Linked DNA regions of Mus musculus: all the other regions are linked to region 4. Evidence: chromatin contacts called from public ChIA-PET and promoter capture Hi-C data. All regions are on one chromosome and are shown on one strand. Each heading gives the region's core, a stretch centred on a gene start, on an enhancer-like site or on the middle of the called end of the contact. The rest is flanking DNA. Distances are from core to core; before and after follow the strand shown. Region 1 holds the start of Btg2 (BTG anti-proliferation factor 2). Region 2 holds the start of Ppfia4 (protein tyrosine phosphatase, receptor type, f polypeptide (PTPRF), interacting protein (liprin), alpha 4). Region 3 holds the start of Tmem183a (transmembrane protein 183A). Region 4 holds the start of Ube2t (ubiquitin-conjugating enzyme E2T). Region 5 holds the start of Csrp1 (cysteine and glycine-rich protein 1). Region 6 holds the start of Chit1 (chitinase 1 (chitotriosidase)).

Region 1 (4,834 bases), core at 821-3,320, 880 kb before region 4:
CCCTAGGCAAACACTGGCTCACAGATGCAATCAAGAACAGTTCTCTCCAAAGGCACCTGGGGAGGCCACTTCCAAGCAGCTCCCTTTAAAGAATTGTTTTTCTTTTTCTTTTTTTTTTAAAAAAAATCTTTTGGTTTTTTTCCTCTTTTCTTAAAAAAAAAAAAAAAAAACATGTATAAATAGCTCTTCATTTTAAAAATACAGTTCCCCAGGTTGAGGTATACGGTGGCCTGTTGTCAGGGCAGCATGAGAACAGTAGAGTGCCAGGGTCGGGTGGCTCCTATCTAGCTGGAGACGGCCATCACATAGTTCTTCGAGGGGCTGCTCCTGCCCAGCATCATCTGGTTCTTGCAGGTGAGGAGCCCATAGGAGGCAGCCACCGGGGCCTCCTCATACAGGACACAGATGGAGCCATCCTCCCCGATGCGGTAAGACACTTCATAGGGATCAACCCACAGGGTCAGCTCACTGGGCAGCAGCCGGTGCAGCTGGGGCTGGCTGAGTCCAATCTGGCTGGCCACCTTGCTGATGATGGGGTCCATCTTGTGGTTGATACGGATACAGCGATAGCCAGAACCTTTGGATGGTTTTTCTGGAAACCAGTGGTGTTTGTAATGATCTGTGGAAAAAAACAAGAGGAAGATGCGCCGTTAGAAAGCATTCTCTGATGTTTACCACAAGGGGAGGATGAGGGGAGAGGGCTGGGGAGGAGACTTCCTCTTCTCAGCGACAGTATTTAAGAGCCTCTCCTTAAACTCCCCCTGCCACTTAGAAAGATTCCTGGGTCCTTTCCAAGTTTTTGTACACTGGAAAGCAGCCCCAGAGCTTTCAGGTAGATGCTCTATGGTGGTCATGGATATTTTTGGCACAATCCTGTTTAAGGCAGGAAGGGCTAGCAAGAACCGGCAGGGCCTCTGACGACCAAGGCACTGAAATTTCAAAGCCGGTAGGTAAGCGGCCAATGTTGTTGGTTGCCCAACAAGTCACAAGGCCTCTCATCCCTTCCGCATCAGAAGAGTTTTGAGATCTTTAGCAAAGGTAAGGGGATAAAAAATGGTTTTGTTTTGATGAAACAGCTGTTGGTCCTCAGATCTGTGCCAACATGTTGAGAGATGGCTATCGCAGCCCAAGGCAACCAACCAGTTATAACAGCTGCGGACAGAGGCTAAAGGGTGGCTTATCACTCCTCCACCTCCGTCCCTCACACCCTGCCTCCATAACACACACACCCCCTCCCCGCCCTCGCAGTTGGCTAGGCTACCAGGCTCTTTTCTGTACTACAATAGGTGGCAGATGGTGAAGAGGGACCAAAAAAGAAAAAATACAAAGGGGGCCCAGATTACAACTTGCAGCGGGTAAACACGCGGCAGAATGGGCCTGTATGATGACAGGCTCAGGACTATACAGCAACAGTGGCTAGGACTCAAGAGTTGTCTAGAAAGTTCAATTGCGCATAAAAGTCGCACAGCTTGGCCTGGCTTCACATCCCCTGAGGGTCTGTTGTTCTCCAAGATTCGGAGATAAGGGTGAGCTCGGACTCTGAATACACACACACACTGACTTTTCTCATGGTGTTGTCAGGGTCTCAGAATGTACTCAAGGAAGAGGGTCGGAGCCTCGGGAGCGAGGCGGGGACTGGAGGGCTGGGAGACGGGGACTTAACCGAAGGGACAGAGGACCATCAGTGGCCTCAGAGATTAATTAGAGAAAGACATCTGAGACCCGGAGTTGTTCGCGTAGGGGTCCCCGTCACAGAACAGTGATAAAGACACCCCAGGCAAGAAGTGGCCGCGCCCGAGTGGTTCCAAGACCCCGACGTGTGCTCACCGGTCAGTGCGTCCTGGAGCGCCCTACTGAAAACCTTGAGTCTCTGCTCGCTCACGCAGCCCCGAGTCCTCAGGAGACTGGAGAGGAAACCCACGGCGGCGGCGATCTCCGGGAGCATGTCGGTTCTCTTCCCGTGGCTCATACCGGTGGCTGAGGAAGTAGCTGTATTAGAACGATGATGACGGTCTGGCCACCTCTCGGGCTCTGCCCGGACTTTCCCCGGGCTGCGCCTTTCATACCACTCGGGGAGGCGGGGAGCCGTCGGTGGCGCCCATTGGCCGACGCTGGCGGATGGGGGCGTGCCCCTCCGGTGTCTCGCCTCTCCCCTCCGCCTGCGCCCGCCCCTCTCCGCCCCGCCCGCCAGCTCGCCCGCGCCTCCCAGGCGCTGAGGTCATCGCTCACTGACGTCATTATTGGGAACAAGCACCGGACTCCCGTGCTGTGGGAGGCAGGCGGGAGAGGGCCTTGGACCTGGGCAGAGGAAGCGCGCTACACCGGGCATGCCCGGACGTCGTCTCTGCACAGCGCCAAAACCCAGGTTGCCTGCTGCCTCCTCCAGGATGCCCTCGCCGATGTTATTTCTCCCATGTCTCCTGACAGACACTGACAGAGCCGTTCACCCCCCTACCTGAACATCTCTGCCACTCATCCCCCCAGCTGATCAAAACGGGTTCCTCGTGTTTTCAGCAATGGGGATTGTATTCTTTTTGCTTCCATAATAATTCCACCTCCCCCAACAAATTCTGCTCTTCCTCTTCTGTAATTGCCTAAAAGTAATCAGCTCTCACTGTTTGGTGGGAGGAGTGTCGAGGAGAGTATTTTCTGTCCGTAGGGTTATTTTTCCAGCACTCACTTTCCTTTAAATGGCAGTGTCTGTGTGTGTGTGTGTGTGTGTGTGTGTGTGTGTGTGTGTGTGTGTGTGTGTGTGTGTGTTTAAGTAATCTGGTGTGAATTGTACAAAGTTTTCCATCAGTTCCCTGCCCCTCCCTCTTCCCTGATTGTTTTCCTTCCTTTTTGTGCACTGAGGCTTTTGTAAACACTAGCTCCCCAGAGGAAAGGCTTCAGGTCTGGCTTGTCTACACGCAGGGGCTCAGGGACTGGTGCCAGGAAGCTAGGCAGACTACTGAGTGGGGCAACTTGTCACCCACATCTCTGAGCCCTGCACAGGATGGGGCCTGAATTTAGCGCCATGGCTTGTGTAAAATCCTGTTTTCCCTGAGTTCTAAGCCAGGCTTCTCTCCCTGTATCCCTGGTCTGAGCCACCAGCTTCCCTACCTGGATCCTCTGTATCCACCCTACCCCATTTCCCTCTTCCCTTTTCTCTCCACTGTCTGTTTTGCTGCTTGTTTTTCTTCAGTGGACTTCCCATCAATACTTCTGTCCCTTTTCCCACATGCTCTATCCCTCCCTCTAAATGTCTAGTGCTCCCTCTAAAGCTACCTCCCTCCCTGTTCCCCCTTTCAGACAAAGCTACTGATCACTGTCCCTATAGCACCCAGACCCTCTTTTTGCTTCCTCAGACCTGGTCCCAAGACTGTTGGCTTCTTCATCCCTAAATAATCTCAGTGGGTTCCTTCCCCTCCCATGCCCAAAGCACCTTCCCGGAAAGAGTCTTTTTCTAAAGTGTCCATCTGCTTGCTCTTGCCTTGCTCAAACCATCTGAGACAACCCCTCCCCCCCTTGCCAGGTTGCCTGGACTCATTTGCCTGACCAGCAAGACATTTCATCATTTTCTACAAACGACCTACCTTTGTAGGTTCCTACCACTTTGTACTATAGGGTCCCTTTCGTCACTGTCAGAAGACAGTATCACGACAGCTCTGCCATCTGGGTCACAGAATTTCCCCCACTATTCACTTGTCTATAACATGGCCCTTATCTCACACACCATGGCTGTGTCTTTAACTCGGAGTACCTTCCTACCTCTTAGCCGCCAATGCATACTCCTGCAGATCCCTGAAACTTCACCTTGAAAACACATGCCATCCTCCCAATGCTGAACTGATGTTACCCCTGTGGTCACTTAGCTCATCACAAACTGGGGATCCTCCTGCCTCAGCCTTACAAGCAGGACCTCTCCCCCTGGCCCAGCATCAGTTTACAAGGGACTTGGGAGTGGGCTACTATGTTGTATGCCTCATATTTCCCGGACACCTCTCATTTTGAATGTTCTTCCTTCTGTTTCTCGGGGTGAATCAAAATGCCCTGGGACTCTAGCAATCTGGCATTAAACACACCCCTGGATGGCTTCTTCACTGCCCCTCCTCTAGGGCTGGGACAGGAAGGGTGAGGTGATTATTCCTGCTTTTTTTTTTTTTTAAACAGGAAGCAGGGCTGACCTTGTAGAAAGGTAACCTAGATGCAATGAACCAGAGAGGTCAGCTGTCAGCAAGGCCAGAATTGACCAAGGCTAGCCACCAAGGAAGGCAGCCGAATAGGTCAAAGCGCACAAGCCTGATCTGACTGGTTTGTTCAGTTCCTGAATTTGACACTCTTACTGTCATCTCCCAGAGTCTTTGGCTCGGGTTTGGTGTTCTGGGCCTAACATCCTATAACCAGATTAATGGAAAAAAGCTTTCTGCAACCCAAAACATCAGCCTTGTTTTTCTTTAACTCAAACATGCCCCTATGTGTATGTTCACATCTCTCTGCAGTTTATGCAGTGACCACTCAGTAGAGCCAGGACAGGATATAGCTTGCAGATTACAAATGTGGTGTTGTTGTCATTGGCTTCCCCAGTCCCTGCTGCTTGGCCACACAGGTAAGGTGTCCCCAACCCTGAAATCAATTCTAAGGCTAGGTGTGGTAGTAGCAATCACCTTTAATCACAGTACTCAGAGAGGCAGGGGCCAACCTGGTCTACCTGCAGAGTTCTAGGCCAGTCAGAGCTACACCTTGAAACCGTGTTACAAAACAAACAATTCTAGAACTTAAGTCCTGATTTGGGGGTGCTGCTGCAGCGTGGTATTATCCGCTGGGTTTCTGCAGAGACACCATTAGATTGTAC
Region 2 (4,462 bases), core at 1,694-4,193, 620 kb before region 4:
CAGAAAACGTAGAAGATACATAATAGGCTTCTTGGGAGGGTACAGTCATACTGAGACTTGTTTCAGGGCAATACAGAGCTGGGTTTGACCAGCCTCTGCTCTACACTGGGGTCCATGCTAAGCACCATCTGGAGTACAAACACCTGAAACTCTCAGAAAAAGTGACCCTGAGCCAAGGCCTCTCAGTCCCTAACTCTCTCAGGCATGCAGCTGCCCTGTGCTAGAACTGTCTTCTGGGACAGCTAGAAAAGATGGGAAGGAAGACCCCATGTGACAGCCTTGGCCTGTCCGCAGTTGGAGTACTAAGCCAGGTTGCAACCATGCTTGTGTTGTGAGGGAGGCAGCAGCCAGGGGTGGATAAAAGTGGATCCTTAGGGTCTGGTGGCCTCAAGTCTCATGTAACCCTCTCTTAGAGCCCCTTGTCCCACTGCTGCCTGCCTCACCAGCTAACTCTACCTTATTAACGTCCTCAGGTCCTTAGGGCCCCTTCCCTCTTCAATAATACAGAGAGCCCTTCTCAGACTGGAGAATTCACAGGGGTCGTGGTCCTGGGACATGGTCCTCAGCATAGGACCACAGCCTCTCTGTGTGTTCTTGACTCTGCTGGACACCCAAAGTGCCACACTCCAGTGAGCCAGCACCGTATGCCCTCCAGAGCTAATTATAGGTCAGTGAGCTAGCAGGCCAGAGAGGGGACAGATGGTGACTTATGTGGTTGCAATACACACTTGTCTCTCCCTCTGACCCCAGTCCCTCCCTCCATTTCTTCCAATTCCTTAAGTGGAACCCAGACTCTGGGGCTGGTTTTGCTCTCTCAGTCTTTCTCAGTCCTCACTCCCAGTGCACACATTTGCACAAGCACACATATGCACACTATGAATGTATTGTACACACACACCTCTATACTGCTCGGCCAGTATAGCCCACCATGTTCTTAGAACAAATCCTTTACCAACTTAACATAGTACAGCTCTTGGAGGCCCACGGAGAGCATTTCAGCCGTAACAAAGCCTCAGTTAACTTCCCTGCACCTTAAAACCCCGTTGGCACCCAGTCCCCTGGCCCTCCTGAGCTTCACCCCTGCCTCATCAGCAGCACAGTCCAACTAATCACCCTCTCCCCAGCTCTTGCTCTGCTATCCTCAGAGGCTCAGAAAGGACCCACAGCAAATCCTCCTCACTCTTTCCAATTCTAAGGTTTCAGTCATCACTCAGAGAGGACCCACGAGCCTGACTGCCGGCCCTACTCCGTTCCTCCAATCCTTCCTTCACAGGCCAGCTGCTGGGACAGAGCTCATATACTGACATCATATACATGCTCAACATGACATGCCCAACGGCACAGGCCCAAAGCATCCGATGAAAACTCCCCTCACACCACGCTCCTGCAGCCACTCATTTCTGGAGAGGGTGTCTTCACTGCACAGTGTCTAGGGCCCCCAAAGCCCCCCAACCCAATGTGCTATCCCTCGTCTCATTACTTTGGGACATCATTTATCTTGAGAAGCCTCCTCAAATCTTAGCCCCAAATCTAAGAAAATAGCCAATATAAACCATTCAAGCTGTCATTTTTACTAAAGACTATCTGGCCAGTTAACAGAGGTGTGGATTCTGTGGGTTAAGATCCGGTTGGCTTTTTTGTTTTGTTTTGTTTCTGCCATTCCACTAACAGGATAACTAAAATGTATATAGGGGAATGTGTGCCTATTTCGGGTACCATCTACCTGCTCCATGGCCTTTAACAGCTTTTGGATAGGCAAGTATCTATCTCTCTAGTATGGTGTCTGGCATGTAGTAGGTGCCCAATAAATGTTTACTCAATATTGAATAAAGTACTAAGAGCCAATTCCAACAAGTCTGGAAAGGACTGCAGGGAGTCCCTGAAACCTGGCTCCTGGAACAGCCTTCTTAAGCTCACACCAGGAGGGACTCATCAGGCTAAGCACAGCCCCCTTAACCACTTGCTCTCCACGAACAAGTACTGAGGAGCTGCCTCAACTCTCCTCCTCTCCAACACATCTCTCCTCAAAGGTGACATCAGCACCTAGTGGCACTTAGTGCTAGATCCCTCCTCCTTCTCAGAGAAACCACCTACAACATATTTCCAAGTCCTCCAGGCCAACCTCCCTTCCTACCAATCATAAAACCCTCAACACCCGTGCTGGGAAATACCCCTACTGTGTTCACTAATCAACCCTATCATTCCCACCCCCACCCCAGTTCAGTAATCTCTATTACGAACCTCTTTTCCTGTTGCGCCCACCCTCATCCCCACCCCCAACCAGGCCCTCGGCTGGCCATTCCTTCCACCCCACCGCCCCAGCACTGCGGAGATGGGGGCATCTCTGGTACAGCCTGACAGTTGAAGGAATGCAGAGCTGGCGATAGTAACCAAGGGCGAAAAGAGGCATGCGGGAAGGAGGAAGACCCCCGGGAAGATCGAAGACTTCAGCCTCTCACCAGCGCTCGCCCAAAGAAGCAGAGTTGGCCCCCAAGCCCAGAGGCGCTTTTGCTCTGACTCTCCTGGAGAGGATGAGGGGGCGCAGTCCACCCGGCTGCCCCCTCCCAGAGAGAGGATGGAGCTGAGGGCGAACTCCACGCCCTCCCTGCAAAACGGGCATCGACCCCCATCCTCATCCCCAAGGGCACAGGGCACAGCAAAGGCGAGGGGCAACGAATTCCGCGCCCCGCAGAGATACATCCAGACCAGAAGAGGCTGTTTCCCAAGGCGCACTAACAGAGACTCCTCCTCAAACTGTTCAGGGGAGCTGGAGCTGGGAAAAGGGGTATCCTTCCCCGCGGAGTGGCTGTGGGTGCTCACCTGCGTGGAATCGCCGAAGGCCCAGCGGTAGCAGGGCGCCGCCCCCGACCTCGGCAGCGCGAGGCGTCCTAGAGGCAAGCCTGCAAAGGTAGCTGCAGCCTCCACCGCCCAGTACCGTGGCCTCAAGGACCCGCCCCCTTCCTCCGCGGATACCCTGGCCCCACCCCTAAGGGCGGGGCCTGGCCATATCCCCCGAGGCCACGCCCCCACGCCCGGGCGCTCCCCAGCCCTGGTTCGCACGTGACAAGGGCGCTGCTTTGATGCTGTGCGCCATCTTGGTCGAGCCTGAGAGGGCAGGGCAAGCATTTAATCTGGTAGATGTTCTGGCCCTAAAACTTGGAATGCAGAGCACATCCCTCTTTTCCTCTGTTGAACTCACCTTCCTAAGTCTAGTCTGTTCCCTAAATGGCCAGTCGTCTGTCGCCCTTCACACCTGTTCTCGCTCACATATTTTTAAGTGGAGAAACTGGAAACCCAGATACTCTTGTATTGTAGTATGTGCCTCAGTGAATTGTGACTTGCTTTTGGGCATGTGACTGCCCTAACGCTGTTACTACAAAATGAAGTGTTTGTCTGATACATACATCCTATGAAAACATGCTCAAATGCCAAAATTCTGACAAATTTTAGCTAAACCGATTTTCCTGAATTGTTCCCTTTCCCTGCCCCCGTGGCTATTAATGTATCTTTTCCATCTGGTTTGTGAAATTTCATTTCAGTGCCTACTCAAATCCTTCACAGATACCCCATAAGCACTGTTATGAGTGTGAAGAACTGTTTTGGGTTTGGTTTTTTTTTTTTTTTTTTTTTTTTCTCCCTTTTTAGGTTTTTAAGACAGGGTTTTTCTGTGCAGCCCTGGCTGTTCCGGAACTATGTAGACCAGGCTGGCCTCCATCTCCTAGATTCACCTGCTTCTGCAGGCTGCCTGTGCTGCCACCACCCAGCAGCAGTGAACTGTTCTATATACAATGTGCACATAGGCAGTTACAGATATATACACATCTTGCAACAGTGTCCTATAAAGGCTGAAGCTGAGGTCAGTTAACATAGCCTTTCATTCCCTCTCTCCCAATATATCCAATTTTCCTTTCATCTTTAGAAAATGGCAAGGAAATTAATTCTGATAGGGGTTGAGAGGAGCTGAATCTGTTATTTGTCTGACACTCTGAACAAGAATATATACATCAAGAAGTGAAAAACATTAGTCAGTTTTTAAACCCAGAGCCTACCAAGTTTCAGTCGTTCTCTAGGTGGACTAGTTTTTACAAAAAGGCAATCCTTGACTCTTCACACCCTTCCATTAACAAAACATGAATAATGCCAGAAAAGGCAACTCAGCCAATGCTGAGGAGACTGCAGCCATGGTAACCATGAAGAACCATTTTACCAAGTGTTGGCAATGTGCTAAGACCACAGCAGAGGCAGCAGGAACTTCAAAGGGAGGCTATAGCATCTATCATCATACCATGGAGTTTGACATAAAAACTCACAAGTTGAGCCAGAAAACAATTAAGCCACATTTATTTCACCCACTCAGGGTAAACCTAAATGGGAGACACACAATCCACAAGGACAACTTCCCCTGCTCCATGGCATCTTTTGTTCAGGGAACTCCAGACTCTGTGCTTCTTTTCTTCTGCCT
Region 3 (4,907 bases), core at 1,338-3,837, 600 kb before region 4:
GAGTCTTATAATGCAATATTTTAATTTAAAATGAAGAAGCAAAGAAAAGCCAGGCATAGTGACACACTCCTTTAATCCTAGAACTCAGGAGGCAGAGGCAGGCAGATCCCTGAGTTCAAGGCCAGCCTGGTCAGTTCTAGCACAACCAGGGCTACACAGAGAAACCCTGTCTCGGAGGGAAAAATGTTCCTATGCTACTGTTAGAAACACCAAATGGCACAGCCACTTCACTGATTCCTCAAAAACTTACACACAGATTGCCATACAATCCAGAAATTTCATGCACTCATTACCTACTAGAAATGAAAGCATTTACCCAGGCAAGACTTATCCCTGAAGTCATAACACAAAGTAGTCAAGTAAAAGGCAATAAAAGCTGGTACACATGCCATATGGATGAACCTTAAATACTTTTAAGCCATATGAAAGAAATTAGACCAGAAAAAGTACGTTATATCTTAAGACCCAGCATCTGGGAGGCAAAGGCAGGCATATCTCCGTGGATTTGAGACCTACAAACCAGACTGGTCTACAAAGCAGTTCCAGGATAGCCAGGGCTGTTACATGAAGAAACCCTATCTCAAGGAAAAAAAAAAAAAAAAAGAAGAAAGAAAGAAAAGAAAGGAGAAGGAAAGAAAAGAAGCGAAGAGAAGAGAATATTGTCTTGAAAAGCCAAGATGGTTTAGAAGTTGTTGCCCTTGCAAAAGACCTGGGTGTGGTGGGTCTCAGAACCCAAATCAGAGTTCACAACCATCCATCCAACCATCCAACTCACAGCTCCAGTGACAGATCTAACGACCCCTTCTGACCTGAGGGTGCCAGGCATACAAGTGAAGCACACACATACATGCAGACACTCATATTCAGTTCCTCAAAAAAAAAAAAAAAAAGTAAATAAACAAAACTTAAAACGTTAAGTCGGAAATTTTCTGGAAAATGTGTACACACACGCACACACATATAATATGTATGTATACATCCCTAACAGAATTTTAAAAAGTGTAACTAATGTTGCTGTTAATTTTTGTATCATGGAAAAGAAGGTTATGGGGCTGGAGAGAAAGCTCAGCAATTAAGAGCACTGATTGCTCTTCCAGAGGTCCTGAGTTCAATTCCCAGCAACCACATGGTGGCTCACAATCATCTGTAATGGGATCTGATGACCTCTTCTGGTGTGTCTGAAGACAGCAATGGTGTACTCACACAGACTAAATAAATCTTTAAAAAAAAAAAAAAAAGGTTATCACCGACAATCACTAGTTCCTTGTAGATCTCCCCTCACATTGAAGAGCGACAGCATCCATCACCACAGACAGAGCTCAGTGCTCAGGAAAGCAACCCGTACCTTTATGTCTCTTGCTCTTCTTTTTTCTGGAGACTGATCTTTCCTGAGTGCTTTCTTCCTGGGCATCCATCTCATCACTGCTGTCCAGGATGTCACATGGCTCACCCACCCCGGAAAGAGCCTCCTCGGCAGGAACCTGGGACGCTTCCAAGCCACAAAGAGATTTTACTAGGAGGAAACAAGGAGAGAATGAAACGCACTTGGTCCCATCTGCAAAAATCTTGAAAGCAAGACAAACATAACAAAAAAAAAAACAAAAAACCCAATATGCCAAAGAAATGGAAGTCAACTGCATGGTAAAATATGCACAAACTACCAAAAAAAAAAAGGGGGGGGGGACTGGTATCAAGGAGTGGCAGTGGAAATTAACGAGTACAAAAAGTTGTGTGGGATTTTGTTCTTGTTTTGGTTTGGTGGTTCTTCTGAGACAGGACCTCACACTTGCTAGGTAAACCAGGCTAGCCTTAAACTCACAGAGATCCACCTGTCTCTGCCTCCCCAATGCTGAGATTAAAGGAATGCCCACCGCAGCTGGTCACAAAGTTGGTTTTAACTCAAAGAGGAAACAAAACCATTTCGGCTCCGGAACCTGCTGATCCTGGCTACACACACCCATCCCATCCAGGATACGAAACGAGAAAGTAAACAGTGGGAAGAGCAAACACGTTCATGACCCAAAGGTCAGTAGAAAAAACACCGGGACGCAATTCCAGGTAAATACAACACCCAATGCTGTCTCTTAAAAGCTTGGGCCTAAAAAGACCCACGAAAGCCTACCTTCCTGCTGAATAGCGTTGGCCACGGCTTTCTTGACCCGTCCAGACCTCACCACCGCCGGATCCGAGTTGGCATAGTCCGCCACGGTCACTGAAACAGAGCAAAGCGCCAAGGCCTCCTCAGACTCGAGGCAAAGTCTCCGCCACCGCTCCCCGCCGGGTCCCGCCGCGCCCGCCCCGGCCGCCCAGCCCGCCTTGGCCGCCCAGCCCGGCCCCGCCCCTCGCCCACCTCGGCCCGAGCAGGCGTCGTGGGCCCGGAACTTGAGCCGCTTTCCTCTCTTGGGCATGGTGACGGTGTCCCGATGAGGCCCGCCTAGCTGGCCGGAGCCCCGGGCCATGTCTCGGCCCCGAGAGCCGGCTCCCGGAGCCGCAGAGCACCTCCACCCGGCTCTGCGGCCATCCCCGCACCGAGGCCGCGGCTATCGCGAGGACTTCGGCGAGGGCTCTGGGTCCCGTTGATTGCCGACGCCCCTCTCGGGGAGCCAATCGCCTCCGGGGCCCGGTGACGTCATCACCCGGCGCCCTCAGCCGCAGCGGAGGCCAGGTTCCCAAAGCGGAGCGGGCTGTAGGACGGGGAGTGCGTTGTCACCGTCTTCATCACCGTCTTCTCTGGGGCGTTTGGTCCTCCAGACCGCGTTCTTTAGAACTAATAATTTACATCGTGGTCCACTTCAGCATCTAGATTGCATATATCTTGTTTTCGTCATTCTCTCTTTCCCACTTACGTCAAGTAACCTGAACGTAAATATCAAAGCGGTCGCTATAATTTTGCTTACAAAGGCTTTGAAATTCTCTCTGCAGATCAGTGGCTAACTCCTGTAATCCCAACACAGAGAAAGGATCAGAAGGTGAGAGTCATCCTCGGTTCGTAGCCAGCTGGGCTACAAGAGATGCTGCCTGAAAAATGAGTAAATGTCTGAATTCTCAAAGTAGAAGAGATTCTTAAAAGGTTTCCCATCACCATCATCCGAGCAAATTCTAGAAGGATAGATGAGAACATATAATTCCTTTGTATTAAAAGAGAAGTCCCGTGTTGTGTCTTTTTTTCTTCTAATTCCCTTTCAGCTCCCAAAGTGTTAACAGTCCCTGGCTTAAGAAACAGTCCTTTTGACCCAGGCAACCCAACTGGCTAGATCTACTCAGAGAGTGCCCTATAAGACACCTCAAAGGGGTCTCCATTTTATTCTACCTAGTACTGTGCACAGAAGTTCATAAAGAGCAAACCACATAACTTACTAGAATTATGAAACAGTCTACCACCAGGGATCATAGAATAAGGCTTGGATCACTTGGGAATGATAACTGAAACAACATAATTGGTTATAATCATGCTCTAATTTATCTAGAATTATAACAGGAAGCAAAGGTCTAACAGCCTATAATTGTTCTAAATAATTTTCCATGTATACATAATTAATGTCTGTAGTTGAGTTCAAAATACAGCTGGTCAGCACAGAGCCTTCTCATCTCACGTTACCAGTAAAAATTTAATGAGGCTTTCATGCATGTAGATCTCTGCTCATGTGACACTCTTTAATACTCACACCCAGGAGTCCAAAGGGAATCAAAGATGCAAGAGACTCAGGCCCTATTAATAAACCACTAACTGCTTTAAAAACATAAGGATTTTAGCTGAAATGTTCTCTCATTTTAATCCTTTGGAATGAAAAACATGCTAGTTACACCAAAAAAATTTCTCTTTCAAATTTTGATTGAAAAAAATCTTAAACAAGATTTCTTGGAGTATTTAGCCAATTTAGAGGAACAAAGAACCCATACGTCTTTTATTCCTCATTTCAATAAAAAGTAACAAGTGGAGGCCTAGGAAATGCTTACTCTAGAAAGTGCTTGCCAAAAAAAAAAAAAAAAATGCTTGGCAAGACTTTATCATCTCTCAACCTCCACATAAAAGTCAAGAGTTGTGGGGTTAGAATGGTGGCGATGGGGACTCACTGGGGATGTGGGCACAGGCTATTCCCTAGGGCTCACTGGCCAGCGCACACACACACACACACACACACACACACACACACACACACTTGAGCAACGAACTTTCAATTGGTTGCATTAATGATCAGACCCAATTTTACAGGTTCTTTCTCAAAAGATAAACAGAAAAGTTACCTAATTTACCATTGTATTTAAATAGAAGTTATTTAACCTAACTAACGGGAGAAATTGGTCTTTCTCAAACAAGTGGGAAATGTAAGGACAATATGTGAATAGTGAAAGAATTAATATGTCCACTATACTCCTGCATTACATTGTAACTTTACTTTGTGCTAATAGTAAATATTATCGTGTGTGTTTGTTTTAAGAGCCTTTCTTTAAAGCCTATCCTGGTTTTTATGGAATCTTTGGTCAGTGCAACATCCTATTGGAGACAATCCAGTAACATGAAAATGAAAAGAAGTACAGGTTGTTCTCTTCAGCGTCCTACTTTTCAAGAGAAAGCATATAGCCAGGAGTGGTGGCACAGGCCTTCAATCCTAGCCCTCAGCAGGCAGAGGCAAGGGACATCTGTGAGTTTGAGGAAACCTGACCTACCACAGCAAGTCTCAAGCTAGAACTTAACAAGAGCTTTCTCAAAAGTAAAAATACATTTAAACAGAGTATAGAATGTGAAGTTAAGCTTGCGTGGGTAAAAATCTATAGGTGTAGTACACATTTGTAAGCCCAGCATTTCTGAAGCAGAGGCAGAAGGTCATGAGCTTAAGGTCAGTCTGGATGAGACCTTGTCTCAAAAAGCCAAGGGCTGGTTCAGGAGACTCAATGGTAGAGCACTT
Region 4 (4,434 bases), core at 1,903-4,402:
AAAAAAAAAAAAAAAAAAAAGACTCAGACATAATTTTCTCAGGTAAAGACATCAAATGAACCATAATGCAGAAAGCCCCTAAGAGTGCAGCAGGCAGTCACCAAAACCTAAAAGTGAGAGGCAGAACTACAGCCATGGCAGCGCAGCGCTCGGCACAGCCTGGATGGAACTGTGTCAAACAGCTGTGCTGGCTTCATGACTTGCGTCATTTCCTATGACTGTGCCAGTGTATTGATTTGTGTGTACCTGCACGAGTATCTGCTCACAGGTAGGTGTGAGTACACACCAATGCCAGAAGAGGGCATCAATCCCTGGGTTCTGAAGGTACAGGTATTTGTTGGACCCCAACTCGATAAATAGGCGCTGGGATCTGAACGTAGGTCCTCGAGATTGAATAGCAAATATTCTCCCTACTAAGACAAACTCAGCAGCCTGCTAATAAAACATGTGTAACTACCAGTTAAGTCCAAACAAACAATCCTGTGTACAAATAAAATACATTTTAGAAAATATTTTCAAAAATATCTGGTCTAGGGAGATGGTTCAACAGGTAAGAGTATTTGCTGTGCAAGCATGAGTACCTGGGTTTGAGTCCCCAGCACCAACATAAAAAGCCAAGCACAGCTGATTGTACCTACAGCTGATAGCTCCTGCACTAGGAAATACATGGTGACTCACGAGAGCTGGCAGGCCAGCCAGCCTAGTTGCTGGCTTCAATGTGCTTCTGGATCTGTGAGAGACCCTCTCCTCAGGGAATAGGTTATAGAGAAATAGAGGAAGATCCCCACCATGACGGACTCAGAAGAGCTACCAAGGTGCATCTGCTTACCTACACACTCAGGTAGACACAACCCACACATACCACACACTACACTCATCCACTGAATAAATAACTGGGCCAATCCAGATTTTTATCAAGTAATAATTTTCCATATTCATACTTTAATTGCAACATTAGAACACTCTACTTTTAAAGATAATGACAAGCTTGCCATGGTGGCACATGTTTATAATCCTAACACTTAGAAGACAGAGGCAAGAGGATTGGGAGTTCAAGTCTGGCCTTGAGGTCAGCTTGAGCTATATGGGACCTTGCCTCAAATGAACAAAATAAAATAAATAGTGATGATACCTAGGCAGGAGGATTGTTGTGAGTTTGAGGACAGCCTGGGGTTTAGAATGAGGCCTTTGCCAAAAAGAAAAAAAAATCCTAAATTAGGGTACACACATTTGAGCCAAGAACTTGGTAGGCAAAGGCAGACAGATCTCTATGAGGCCGGCCTGGTCTAAATAGCTCCTGGCCAACTAGGGCTGCATCGCGAGACCCTGTCTCAAAAAGAAACCCTAAATTAATTAATTAAAAGTTTAAAAATAACATTTAGAGCACTCTTGTTGGCCTCTATTCCCACCAGTTAACATACCTCCCTCTGGTGGACAAATGGAAACTGTGTCGATAGAATGGGACCCTTTCTCTCTCTGTCTTTTCCCTCCTTTCCTTTGATCCAACTCATTACGGTCTGTGCTATTTCTAAGAGACATTTTTAACTCTGTGTTTTTCAAAGAACCATCCAAGGAAGTTTCTATTTCAAGACAGGACTAATACGGTCACTGTCGGAGTAGGGACAAGAAAAGATGCTGAGGAGATTAGATATCATTAGATAGTATGAATGGCAGTAGTAAAATAAGCAGTAATCCCAAATGGTAAGCGAAAACACTTCACTGCAACAAAGAAATCCTAACCATGAATACAGAACCGCAACAGCAGACTGAAAAGCACGTCAGACTGTTGCATGACTATCGTTCAGAAGTCTGTAAGTTTGCAGAATTCACTATCTACCCTCTGGCTCAGTCCTACAACTAAATTGGGGAAGCCCAGAGCAGAGTCAGTCAGAGTCCTAATGAGTCTGAGGGTCTCCAGAAGACAAAACACACCATAAAAACCTCCATGAGGAACCAGCTGTAGCTTAACATCAGTTTGGACTAAATGCAGACATCACCGCGGTAGCCAAAATTATATTAGCTTCGAAGTTCAGAAAGACCGACTGCTAGGTCTATGCTATGGAGCTGTACAAAAAGCTAGGAGCAGTGAAAGAGAAAGGTGATTCCTTGATTGATTTCTGGTCCCACCCCCAGGGTTCCCAGAGTTGAAACCAATTCCAGTTCTGCTGAGTCTCAGGTCTTAAGCTTTCCTTTCTCTCCCAAGGACTACCCACTTTTGGCACTCGCAGCTGTGCCCTCAAAGCTGACTTGGCTATAATCATGCACTTGGTTGCTTAGAAAATACCTTTCTAGAGGTGGAAGAGCGCTTGAAAGTCATTTATTCCGTGGTTGGTGTGTGACTCAAAGGGATCAAAGGCTGGCACAGTATGTAGGAAGAGCGGGCTTGTTTTCAGGGAGAGGGAGGGGGAAATCCTTAACTTCCTCACAGTGCAGAGGATCTCTTGCGTTAACCCCTAACAGGTTGAAGCTTCCATATGAACATTTCCAGTGGTGGAGAAATTTACTCCATCCACTTTACTCTTCAGAGTCCTGATGGAATGCTTTGTTCACCAGAATTATAAATTAAAAAAAAAAATCTTTTTTCATCTGGAGGAAATCTATGTACCCAAGGCTGGTCTCAAATTCTCACCTTTTTATTTCAACATGCCTGCGCGACCGTGCTCGGCTAACTTGTATCTTTAGACTACTGATCTTAAATGAAGTTGTAAAGTTTCCCCTGTCATTGCTTAAAGCCTGGGTGACCTGGTAGCCATTGGGAAGCTGCGTAGGAGTGCCAGGAGTCTCAGGCTAGCCTGAGCTACATAGCAAATTCCAAGCTAAGCAAGGGTTGCATCGCGAGACCCCGTTCCACAGAACCACAACAAAGATATAAAGGCAGCTACTCAGCAGTCACTTCTCCAGATTAAGCGTGTCCAGTTGCCTTTTTTTTTTCCTCTCCTGTAGATGACTTCCCAGCCTTCCCAGCTCACAGTCGATTTACAAACAAGACCACAGCGGGAACTGAGAATTCCGGATACGCGTGCGCGCGCCAATTTGAGCGGTGCGTGAGCGGACGCAAGCTCTGAGCGGTGGCCAATAGGCGGGCGCGCGCCTCCCCCAGGTTTGCTGCGGACCAATCACAGTCCTCTCCTGGAAGGGGGTGGAGTCATTCCAACGGTCTCCGCGGTTCCGCGTGAGCACAGCAGAGGCGCGCCGCGGTAAGTGGGGCTGCTGACGGGTGCTGCGAGTGCCACCTGAGGGAACGAGCCCGAGGTCACGGAGAGTCTGGGGAAGGAGTCCCGTTTCTACCCGAGCGGCCCTGGGAGGAACACGGCGGGGAGAGCGAACCGCCCTGGGCGCGCCAAGGCTACCTCCAGCATCTGCCACCTACCCAGGTTCTGTGCATTGATTATTTATTTACCTCAGGCCTGGGACACAAAGAATTTTACGAAGAGTCAGTGCAGTTGTAAAAAGCTTACGTTTGCGGGGAGTGGTTACTGGAAAAGAGGCTAACAACGCCGGTTTAAAAAAAATTAAAAGGAAAATATCTTTTGAAGCCGTAGTGTAAGGAACTCTGTTATGGTTGTTTGGTTGAGGGTTTCGTTTTGTTTGTGAGACAGGTGTCGCTGTAGCCCAGGCTGACCTGGAACTGACTTCTACCTAGGCGCCTCCAGTGTCTATGCCCCCAAGCCCCGGCTCTGTGAAAACCCTTTATATTCATAAAATACATGATAACACATGGCTTTTATACCAAAGGACTTTTTAATTTTTTATTTACTTTTCTTGTATATGAGTGTTTGTCTGCATGTATGTATACACACCACGGGTATGCCTGGTGCCCTCGGAGGCACAGGACGGTGTTAGTTATGAGATGTCAGATGGATGTTGGGAATTGAATCTGGGTCCTCTGGAAGAGCTGCCAGTGCTCTTAACAGCTAAGCCATCTCTCACCCGAGAAGACTTTGTATATACCAATTGTTATCATAGTCTCATGGCTTCTTTGAGAGAAACTGCCTTTTTCCCCCTCGTTCTAATTTGATTAGCATGCCTTTCCACTATGTTCTTATTTTATATAAAGATACAGTTTACAGTTGTAGGTAGTTTTATTGTAATTGATTGCCCAAAGACAACTTTGAGGAGAGCGTTCTCTCCTACTGTGGATTGCTGGGATTGAATCAAGTTGTCAGGCCTGTGCAGCAAGGGCTTTAACCCGCTGAACTGTTTTTCTAGTCCCCTGTATTTACAAGAGTTTTGTTTCGTTTTACTGAAAATAGTCCTTCAGATTTCTGTATAAAATAGCAATGCTTTGGCTGAACAAGTCATGGGGAGAAAGTCAGTAAGCAGCAGCCCTCTGTGGCCTCTGCATCAGCTCCTGCCTCCAGGTTCCTGTCCTGTTTAAGTTCCTGGCCTGCCTTCTTCCTTCAGCAGTATACTGTGATGTAGAAGTGTAAGCCA
Region 5 (4,505 bases), core at 12-2,511, 770 kb after region 4:
GATGACGGCAGTCCTCAAGTCCTTTTGATCTTGTAATAGTAAAGAATAATGATGGTGGGAACTAGCTCTTTTAATCTTAACGTCACAGGGAAAACTCTGAGTTCAAGGCCATTCTGGTCTACATAGTGAGTTCCAGGCCAGCCAGGGATACACAGTGAGCCTCTGTCTCAAACAAAATAAAAACAAAAACAACTTTACAGAACACAACAAATAACAGTAATTATCCTATGAAATAGAAGAGGGCCTCCTTTGAGGCTCTAACACTCCCACCCATAGCCCCTGTTACTAGGAACATAGTTTTCCTTGCAGATTCTTCACTTCGTTAGGTCCCAAGGAAAGTGTTGTGCTTCTTGCTTGGAGCTGTTTGTACCCATAGTGAAAATGGGCTGGGCTGGAGACATGGCTCAGTGGTTAAGAGCACAGACTGCTCTTCCAGATGCCCTCTTCTGGTGTGTCTAAAGACAGCGACAATGTATCCACATACATGGAATAAATTAAAAAGAAGGAAAGAAAGAAAGTGGGCCTTCCGTTTTAAGTCCCAGGGGCATCAGTTCACCTCTAGGATTGGATTTCTGGACAGGCTGCTCTGCGGACTGGGAGCAGGTGGGCCCAGTAACACATATTGTTAATCACCCCAGAGGCAGTTTTCAGTGGCTTGAGACTGTGTTTGTCATTCTGTAGGTTAGCCCAGAGGAAGATCCACTCAGGAGCGGTAGAATGATCTCTTGTGGGTGGCAGGGAGATGGGGAAAGCAGAGGGACAAGAGCCCCTGGAGGAGGGCAGCTAGGCTAAGTGCTCCCGGGTGTTATAGTATCTCATCCCCCATCACATCTCGGTGGCACATAGCCCTTTTACTGATGAACCTAAAGCCAGCTGTCTGGCAGAAGTAAGTCACAGGAAGTGGGGCCTTGCTTGTCTTATTCTGGAGTGCAAGTTAGTCCCCTTAACATTGTGCCATCGGAACCCGAAAATTTAAGGACCTTCACTCTCTTCCCTAGGGGGCCCAAGTTTATCTTTAGTCTGATCTCACAGTTAGGTCTCCGCTTTCCCACATGGCAGACCAGGAACCTCTTAACCCCATCCCTCACCTCTGTGTAAAGATTTGCCCCCAGAGATCGCCATAGGGTGCAAAGAGAAGTCACGGCTGGGGCGGCAGCCACGCCCGGGCTCCCGACCCTAGGTTTTGGATGGGGGAGGGGACAGCTTCTCCGTGACATCAGCCCTGTTGTGGTGCAGTGTGCAAAGCCTACTGGTTGGCGTGGCGCGGGAAACGCCTTCCGGAGGGGGAAACAAAACGGCGCGCACTCCGGCGCAGCCAGTCACCGCTTCCCTGAGAGCTGTCGCCCGTGCGCCTCCCAGCAGCTGCCAGGTGAGTGTTACCCCGGGTGGTCCGCCTCGGGTCCCCGCAACTGCCGGAGCGCCTGGGTCGCACCCTGCGCCTATTGGTTTTTCCGGTCCTGTCGCAGCCCTGTCGCTTGCAAGAAAAGTTTGTAGGAAGAGTGATCCCAAGAGGGAGGTGGTGGGAAGTGGCTAGAGTTAGCTCGGCAGTGTTTCCCTTTCCTGAAAACTCTGGGTCCCTCCCCATCCCGGGGCTTCCAGGGCAGCTGACTTTCGCGTGCTCTAGACCCAGGGTGACCCTGCCCCCCACCGCCTGCAGGTCCTACAGAACAATCAGCGATTCTGTGGGCCACTGACACTCATTGTAAAGCTGAGGGATGAGGACATCCGTGCCACCCCTTTCCTCTCTCTCTTTTCCTGAGAGAAAGTGCCCGCGAGTGTGTGTGTGTGTGTGTGTGTGTGTGTGTGTGTGTGTGTGTGCATCTGGCTTGGTAGCCCCAGAGTGCAGGTATGAGTTTTCTTTTTTCCTGAAAGAACCAGATGGAAAAGAAAGTCTTGGTGGCAGGTGAGGACTACTGAGATCTCAAAGAGCCAGCAGGGGAGTAGAAAGGGCCTGAGAGCGAGTTGCAGTGTCAGCCAACAAGCTGTTATCTATCTGACAGGTGTTTCATCCAAGTGGCACAGGTCTGGGTCTATTCTGCATGTGCTGCTGTGATCCGTCAGAGCAAGGGTCTAGACTGGGAGCAAGTACTTGATGTCAGGACCATCCCACCCACTTGTCCCACCCACTTCTTACCTCCTGTGGTGCATGAATGGACGGGCCTCCCCACCTTGACAGGACACTGTAATGGGACACCATCACTGCATGCAAGCGGTTCACTTGCCTTTGGTGGGACATTTATCATGAGACTCTGGAATCTTGGTGACAGGGTTTCTGAAAGGCAAGCAGACTGAGTTTTGACTCAGATTTGACACTTAATACACGGATGACCTCGAACAAGTGACACAGCTCAGTTTTCTTCTGGGCCAGTACTTTTTGGAGCACATATTACACACACACACACACACACACACACACACACACACACACACACACACACACACCCTGGCATCCTGCAGAAGCTCAGAGGACTGGGGCTGTTAGTACAGTTGTCTCTGAGCTAGGTTGGGGATTTCCTTCAGGACTGGGCCCTAGGGCTTCCTCCCTGCCTTCTGATCCTCTCACCAGGCCTCTGCTTAGGAAGCCAGGCCTCTGTGTTGGGGAGAGGCTGGTCTGGGCACTGCCTAAGCCTCATTGGAGAATCCAGCTTGTCACTGCACAGAGAGACCCTTTGCCTTGGCAAGGATATCCGGGGTGGGACGGTCTGTCAGGGAAGTAAGTTTATCCTGCAGAGGGTGTGGTGTTGGCCTGAGGAGGTAGAGAGGAGAGCCATGCCCAAGGCTCAAATGCCGAGGGATTTGGGAGATTGTAGGAGAGAAACTGAAGGGCAGGTCTCCTGCTCTGTGATTACCTGCAGAGAAAATGTGAAAAAGCTGCCTCTGGCCTGCCCTAGCACCGGTCCAGGTGTTGTCTTTTGTAATTCACAGACTCCAGAACCAGTCTAGTCCTTCCTGGGTCAGAGTTGCAGGCTGAGAGGGTAATGTTTGCACTCGATCCATGGTAAATCAACACTGGGTGATTGAAGGTGGCTATGGTGGCACGTGACTGTAATCTGGCACTTGGGAGATGGTGGTGGGAGGATCACAAATTGGAGTCTAGCCTGAGCTAATATCTTAAAAAAAAAAAAAAGACAACAACCAGTCAAGAATCGAACACTGAGTGGATGAGTGGAGTCGTAAATAATCACCAACCTGTTTTTCCATGACTTCAGTGTTTACAGGTTTTTATTCACTGTGGGTCTCCTGGTGGAGAAAGCGAGTTGGGGAAGAAGTCTTCTGGTGAGCCCCAAGGTTCATTTATGCAAGCAGGGCTCACTGGGCAAGGTTGACTTGCTAGAAGCCTGAAGGAGGCATGGATTAAGTCCAAAGAGATGTTAGCGACAAAAAGCCCCCACCCCACCCATTCAGTTGTTTGGCATTAAGCAGGCACATTGGCAAATCCTTAGAGGCACCAGACTGATTTCGATGGCCTTTCCAAACGATTATATATAGTAAGCAAGTGCTGTGCTTGCTGCGTGCCAGGTGGGGCTCAATCCTCCACCTGTGTTGTCTATTCTGAGGAAGGGGCTGACGTTGGCTGTTGGTACAGATGAAGCCACTCAGCAGTGATAAGGAATAAGACAGCAACTGGTCCCAAGGAGCTGTTCAAACACAAGCCTTCTGCTCCCACAACCCGCCTGCGGGTTTTTCTTTGCTCCTTCACACTTCCGCATTCCAGGTCACCTAAGGAAATGGAGTCATTACTGAAGACCACTCTGTGGTGACTTGATATGTAAAAGCAGATAGGGCTTCTATGGGTTTAACGTGGAAGGGGTCATCTTTAGATTGCCTGACTTCCAGGTTTCCAATCTGCTAGGTGGCTGAGGGTCCAGGGAGTCCCACGAGTCACTTTCCAGGCTTACTTTCGTGCCCCCTGATATGTGTCTGTGTTTTGGAGTCATGTTTTCAGGAAAGAAAAAAAAGAATCCTGGAAAAGAGGCAGCCAGCGTGGGGGCCCTCTGTAAGAGCTGTTGCTTGAGGAACCAGAGGTAGCCTGAGTCCTGCCAGGAGCTCACCTACTGTTTCCAGTTGTTAGGATTGTATATGGTAATGACATGGCTTGGACTACGTCGCTCCCCAGGAATTTGTCTGACGTCAGTGTGGAGTAATTCCCATGTATGGTAAAGTGTGTAAATACGAGGCAGCTAGTGTTTCCAGACTCTGGTATTTCCAGAGCTGTCCAAAGCTGTGCCTGAGGAAGAAATAGAAGGCTCACAGCTGCAGTGCAGCCCAGCCGGCAAGCTGGTCCTCACCCCAGGGGGTCTGGGTGTTCTTCATGTGACGGGAGGGGGGGGGACCTACATGAGCTGAGTCTCTCTGAGATGTCAGCTGCGAGCAATGTATTTACAAGGCGAAGGCTCTCCGTTGTTTTCTCTCTTTTAAAAATTCATCAGAATCATTCAGACTTTTCTGTCCAACACAGGGCACAAACAGCTGGCTCTGCTCTCAACGTCATTCCAGACAAAGAG
Region 6 (4,541 bases), core at 1,485-3,984, 850 kb before region 4:
CATTGCCTGGGACCCGGGTCCCACTTCAGCAGATCAGTGTTATTTTGGGCAGCCAGAGCTCCATCTCTGAACCTCTGTTTCCCGACATATTGTCAGTCAGGAAAATAGTCCTTACGGCCTAGCGTTGTATAGAAACCGAATGCATCAGCACAGTGACATGGAGGAATGTGAGTACTATGTCAAAAACCAGGGTCCATAAAGGATAAACAGGATATTTTGCCAGAGTCTTAATTTTATCAGAGAGGGGGAGGGGCTCCCTTTGGAAGTAAACCAGAAAAATGTACAACTTCAAATAAATGTTGAAGAAGATATGACCTAAGAAAGATTTCTGGGCTCTACTCTAAACTTGTGAACAAGGATTGTCTGGCCAAAGGTTGATGTCTGCCTCTGGAAATCTTTAATAGACGCATGTGAGACTCTGATGCCCACCAAGAGCCGGCTCTGAGCCGAGAGTGCACAATATACTCCACTCTCGGCTTCTGCCCCTGGCTGGCTTTCAGATGCCTGAGACCCTTCTGAGAGCATCTCAGCACAGTGGATTCACCAGGGTAGCCTGCCTCAGGATCTGTTAAGTAGACTTAGTTACAGGTCCTTATAAGGGGTGGAGGGTATCTGTTCTCTAGATTCCCAATCAGCCCTCATAAGAAGTTTCTAGAGCCGGGCGTGGTGGCACACACCTTTAATCCCAGCACTTGGGAGGCAGAGGCAGGCAGATTTCTGAGTTGGAGGCCAGCCTGGTCTACAATGTGAGTTCCAGGACAGCCAGGGCTACACAGAGAAACCCTGTCTAGAAAAAAACAAACAAACAAACAAAAACAAAAAACAAAAAAGCTTTCTCTTAGGCCCGTGGCGCCCGCAAGATGGGCAAGTGTCGTGGTCTCCGAACTGCCCGGAAGCTCCGCAGTCACCGACAGGACCAGAAGTGGCATGATAGACAGTACAAGAAAGCCCACTTGGGCACAGCCCTGAAGGCCAATCCGTTTGGGGGCGCCTCTCATGCAAAGGGAATTGTGCTGGAAAAAGTAGGGGTTGAGGTCAAACAGCCAAATTCTGCCATCAGGAAGCGCGTCAGGGTGCAGCTCATTAAAAACGGCAAGAAGATCACAGCGTTCGTGCCCAATGATGGCTGCCTGAACTTCATTGAGGAAAATGATGAAGTTCCGGTTGCTGGATTTGGTCGAAAAGGTCATGCTGTAGGTGATGTTCCTGGAGTCCGCTTTAAGGTGGTTAAAGTAGCCAATGTTTCTCTGTTGGCTCTATACAAAGGCAAGAAAGAACGGCCAAGATCATAAAATTTGACAATGGAAACATAGGAATAAATTTTCATATTCTGAAAAAAAAAAGTTTCTAGCTGATTCTGGGAGTCTGGTGGGGTTAAAAGTAAGAGTATGACGATGGGAATGGTCATGGTGGCTCAAGAGAAGTCATCGCACATCCCAGACTATCTGGGTTTGGAAGAAGAGGGGCTGGGGGTGAGTGAGGGTGGGTGGGTGGGTGGAGGTGGGTGTTGTGTATGTATGTTCCAGACTCCACTACGTACTGTACGTACTGTGCTTCTGAGGCTCCAGTTAACAGTCTTCTCATGGTAAGATACATACATCTTCCAGTATTCCCCACCACACACACACACACACACACACACACACACACACACACACACAAAACCCTGGAGGACTACATTTCCCAGACTTCCATCCACTTAGGTATGGTCATGTGACTGGGTTTGTCCAATTAGCAGCAAATGAATGTATCAGGGCAGTTTCTTCTTTTTAGTTTGTTTCTTTGAGATTCACCACCCCCCACACACACGGTTGGCCATATGACTATGAAGTCAAGGACAAGTCTAAAACTACCTAGCTGCTCTGTGTGTGTGTGTGTGTGTGTGTGTGTGTGTGTGTGTGTGTGTGTGTGTTGGGGATTTGAGTCTGAGGGTTCTTATGCCCACACTCCCCTACCATAGTATGTGGGTTTGAGTCCCTCTGTGTTCCTCTGTACCTTCATCAGCTATTGCATGAGAAACATTACAGCCATCTCTGCTTAAGGATGGAAATCATTGTGCCATTGGGTGCTTCTCCTATTGAGCAAACAATAGTGTGTGCCTACTCACGCCTAGATGATGTCAGTCAGCTGCCCTGCCTGTCAGCTACCCTGCCTGGCCTCTTGCTGTAGTCAAGAGATATGGTAACCGTGAGCTGGATGGGGTGGCATACTCAGGACGTAGCAACATATGGCTTGTAGCAAGCTTTAAAAAAAAAATAGCAGCAGTTAGGGGCTGGAGAGTTAGCTCAGTGGTTACGGGCAATGTTTGTTCTTCCAGAGGATCTGGGTTCAATTCCCAGCGCCCACATGTCAGCTCACAATTGTCTGTAACTCCAGTTCCAGAGGATCTGACATCTTCAGACAGGCAGGCAGACCAAAAAACCAATGCTCACAAAATAAAAATAAATAAATTGGAAAAAAAAAAAAAGCTGGGTGGTGGTGGTGACACAGGCTTTTCTTTAATCCCAGCACTCAGGAAGCAGAGGTAGGCAGATCTCTGTGAGTTCAGGTCTTCAGCTAGAGTTTGAGAATAACCAAGGTTACACAGAGAACCCTTGTCTCATAAAAACAAAGCCAAACTGTGGTAGTGTGGATTGGCCCAGGGAGTGGCATTACTAGAAGGTGTGACCTTGTAGGAAGAAGTGAGTCACTGTAGTGGTGGCCTTTAAGATCCCCCTAGAGGCCGGAGGATGTCAGTTTCTCCTGACTGCAGTTGGAACAAGTTGTAGAGCTCTCGGCTCCTTCTCCAGCACCAAGTCGGCCTAGACAGTGCCATGCTTCTCACCATGATGATGATGGATTAAACCGCTGAAACTGTAAGCCAACCCCAACTAAATGCTTGCTTTTATAAGAGTTGCCTTGTCTCTTCATAGCAGTGGAAACCCTAACTAAGACAGAAGTTGGTACCAGAGACTGGGGTATTGCTATGATAGGCCTGACCATGCTTTTGTTTGGAGGGTGATATGAATGGTGCAGACCTTGCTCAAGGGGTTTCAGAGGAGAGGAATTTTAGTATGTTGCTTGGAGAACATTCTTATGAAGTTATGCTGAAGAACGTGGCTGCTTTTTGCCCTTGTCTGAAGAGTCTGCTTGAAGCTAAGGCGAAGGCAAAGAAAGAGAATCAGATTAATTGCATTGACAGAAGAAGTCTCAGAAAAGCCCAGCATAGACTTTGTCCTCTGGTTCGCTCCCATGAAGAGTGTTTTGATCAAGTGTAGCAAGCTTAGAAAGGAAAAATACAAAATGGGCATCGGGAAGTGCGATGTAGGTAAATCCTGTGTTTGAGGAGATAAACAGATTAAGGGAGTGGTGATTTTCAGCAAGCTACGCTTATTGCTTGTGTGTTTGCAGTTGAACAACAGATAGTTAACCTTGTTGAGACTGCTATTGACTATGGGGACTTTTGAAGTTGGACTAAATATATTTTGCATTCTGTTAATCTGGGTATGGCCTCCATAGACTCATATGTTTGAACAAGTTTATGGGGCTAGGGGGTAGAATGTGGTGGTTTGGATATGCTTGGTGCAAGGAATGGCACTCTTAGGAGAGGTAGAGGAAGTGTGTCACTGTGGGGGGTGAACTTTGAGACTCTCCCCCAAGTGACCTGAGGATGCCTTTCTTGACTGCAGTTGGAACAAGATGTAGAACTCTCAGGCCCTTCTCCATCACTATGTCTGCCCACATGCTGCCATGCTTCCTACCATGATGATAATGGATTAAACCTCTAAAACTGTAAGCCAGCCCCAGTTAAATGTTTGCCTTTATAAGAGTTGCCTTGGTCATGGTGTCTCCTCACAGCAACGGAAACCCCAACTAAGACACAAACAAACAAACTAGTAGACCTGTGCCCTAAAATGACAATTAAAATAAATCATAACCGATGTGGCCAGAGCTTTCACTTGTCCACCTAATAGACAATGCCCAGACAGCTATCATCACAGAGTCTCAGGGGGCTGGTGGGTTTAGAATTGAGTGTCACATGCAGGAATCAAGGACTTTACTGTGCTGGTTGAGGCAGGGAACCACACCATGGAAAAGAAGCCATGGGTACACAGTAGCTCTAGAAAGAGGTCATTCTCTGGGGCTTCCCTCCTGCCCACAAGCAGCACAGCCAAGCCCTCCATCTGTGCCACTGTGGGGCTGTAAGGAACCAGGAAACAGCACTGACTCCCACTCACTCCATAACCAATACCCGGGGGGTGCAGAGAAAGAGGCTCCATTTTAACCATCAATATACTTGTTTGTTTTAAAAATCCTGGGGCTGGAGATGGCTCAACAGTTAAGAGAGTCACGCTTGCTCTCATGTCATGTAGAGTAACAGAGTTCAGCTCACAGCAGCCACAACAGTGCAGCCCATAGCTGCATGTAGCTCTAGCTCTAGGGGATCCAGTGCCCTTTTCTGATCTCCACAGGTACCCACATATATGGGCACACACCCACGCACAGACTCACAAACAAAAACAATAAAATAAATCTTTAAAAAAAAAAGCACAAAGACATGA

Evidence for each region. Promoter capture Hi-C pulls out the DNA fragments that hold promoters and counts their contacts. ChIA-PET counts read pairs in DNA pulled down with a chosen protein or histone mark. Capture Hi-C pulls out chosen DNA fragments and counts their contacts.
Region 1: a contact with region 4 is called in an RNA polymerase II ChIA-PET map of memory CD8 T cells, with 26 read pairs. The contact joins the promoter of Btg2 here to the promoter of Ube2t in region 4. A contact is called at or near these places in 3 of 39 promoter capture datasets (embryonic stem cells, erythroid cells and pre-B cells) and 1 of 115 datasets of contacts at active chromatin or transcription factors (memory CD8 T cells).
Region 2: a contact with region 4 is called in a promoter capture Hi-C map of embryonic stem cells, with 4 times the contacts expected there. The contact joins the promoter of Ppfia4 here to the promoter of Ube2t in region 4. A contact is called at or near these places in 2 of 39 promoter capture datasets (cranial neural crest and embryonic stem cells) and 3 of 484 Hi-C or Micro-C datasets (CD4 T cells and embryonic stem cells).
Region 3: a contact with region 4 is called in a promoter capture Hi-C map of pre-B cells, with 5 times the contacts expected there. The contact joins the promoter of Tmem183a here to the promoter of Ube2t in region 4. A contact is called at or near these places in 14 of 39 promoter capture datasets (the 3T3-L1 cell line, the C10 cell line, the HPC-7 cell line and 9 more), 5 of 484 Hi-C or Micro-C datasets (CD4 T cells, the G1E-ER4 cell line, the HPC-7 cell line and 2 more), 4 of 115 datasets of contacts at active chromatin or transcription factors (embryonic stem cells, memory CD8 T cells and stem cell-derived neural progenitor cells) and 2 of 9 other capture datasets (adipose tissue and embryonic stem cells).
Region 5: a promoter capture Hi-C map of liver shows a contact between it and region 4, with 2.1 times the contacts expected there. The contact joins the promoter of Csrp1 here to the promoter of Ube2t in region 4. A contact is called at or near these places in 1 of 115 datasets of contacts at active chromatin or transcription factors (bone marrow-derived macrophages) and 1 of 9 other capture datasets (liver).
Region 6: a promoter capture Hi-C map of erythroid cells shows a contact between it and region 4, with 5 times the contacts expected there. The contact joins the promoter of Chit1 here to the promoter of Ube2t in region 4. A contact is called at or near these places in 1 of 39 promoter capture datasets (erythroid cells) and 1 of 115 datasets of contacts at active chromatin or transcription factors (bone marrow-derived macrophages).

What each region holds. Positions count from the first base shown.
Region 1 is chr1:134,077,085-134,081,918 of GRCm38.p6, forward strand. Btg2 (BTG anti-proliferation factor 2) reads right to left here and starts at 2,071. Exons shown (of 2, transcript NM_007570.2): 1 at 1,828-2,071; 2 at 1-619. The coding sequence starts at 1,969. The coding sequence ends at 285.
Region 2 is chr1:134,341,773-134,346,234 of GRCm38.p6, forward strand. It overlaps Ppfia4 (protein tyrosine phosphatase, receptor type, f polypeptide (PTPRF), interacting protein (liprin), alpha 4), which reads right to left and starts at 2,944. Exons shown (of 29, transcript NM_001374777.1): 1 at 2,821-2,944. Tmem183a (transmembrane protein 183A) reads right to left here. Exons shown (of 8, transcript NM_020588.2): 8 at 4,325-4,462.
Region 3 is chr1:134,359,412-134,364,318 of GRCm38.p6, forward strand. Tmem183a (transmembrane protein 183A) reads right to left here and starts at 2,588. Exons shown (of 8, transcript NM_020588.2): 1 at 2,351-2,588; 2 at 2,123-2,212; 3 at 1,346-1,513. The coding sequence starts at 2,459.
Region 4 is chr1:134,959,413-134,963,846 of GRCm38.p6, forward strand. Ube2t (ubiquitin-conjugating enzyme E2T) reads left to right here and starts at 3,153. Exons shown (of 7, transcript NM_026024.3): 1 at 3,153-3,374.
Region 5 is chr1:135,727,906-135,732,410 of GRCm38.p6, forward strand. It overlaps Csrp1 (cysteine and glycine-rich protein 1), which reads left to right and starts at 1,262. Exons shown (of 6, transcript NM_007791.6): 1 at 1,262-1,369.
Region 6 is chr1:134,108,508-134,113,048 of GRCm38.p6, forward strand. It overlaps Chit1 (chitinase 1 (chitotriosidase)), which reads left to right and starts at 2,735. Exons shown (of 12, transcript NM_001284525.1): 1 at 2,735-2,855. It also overlaps the pseudogene Gm8618.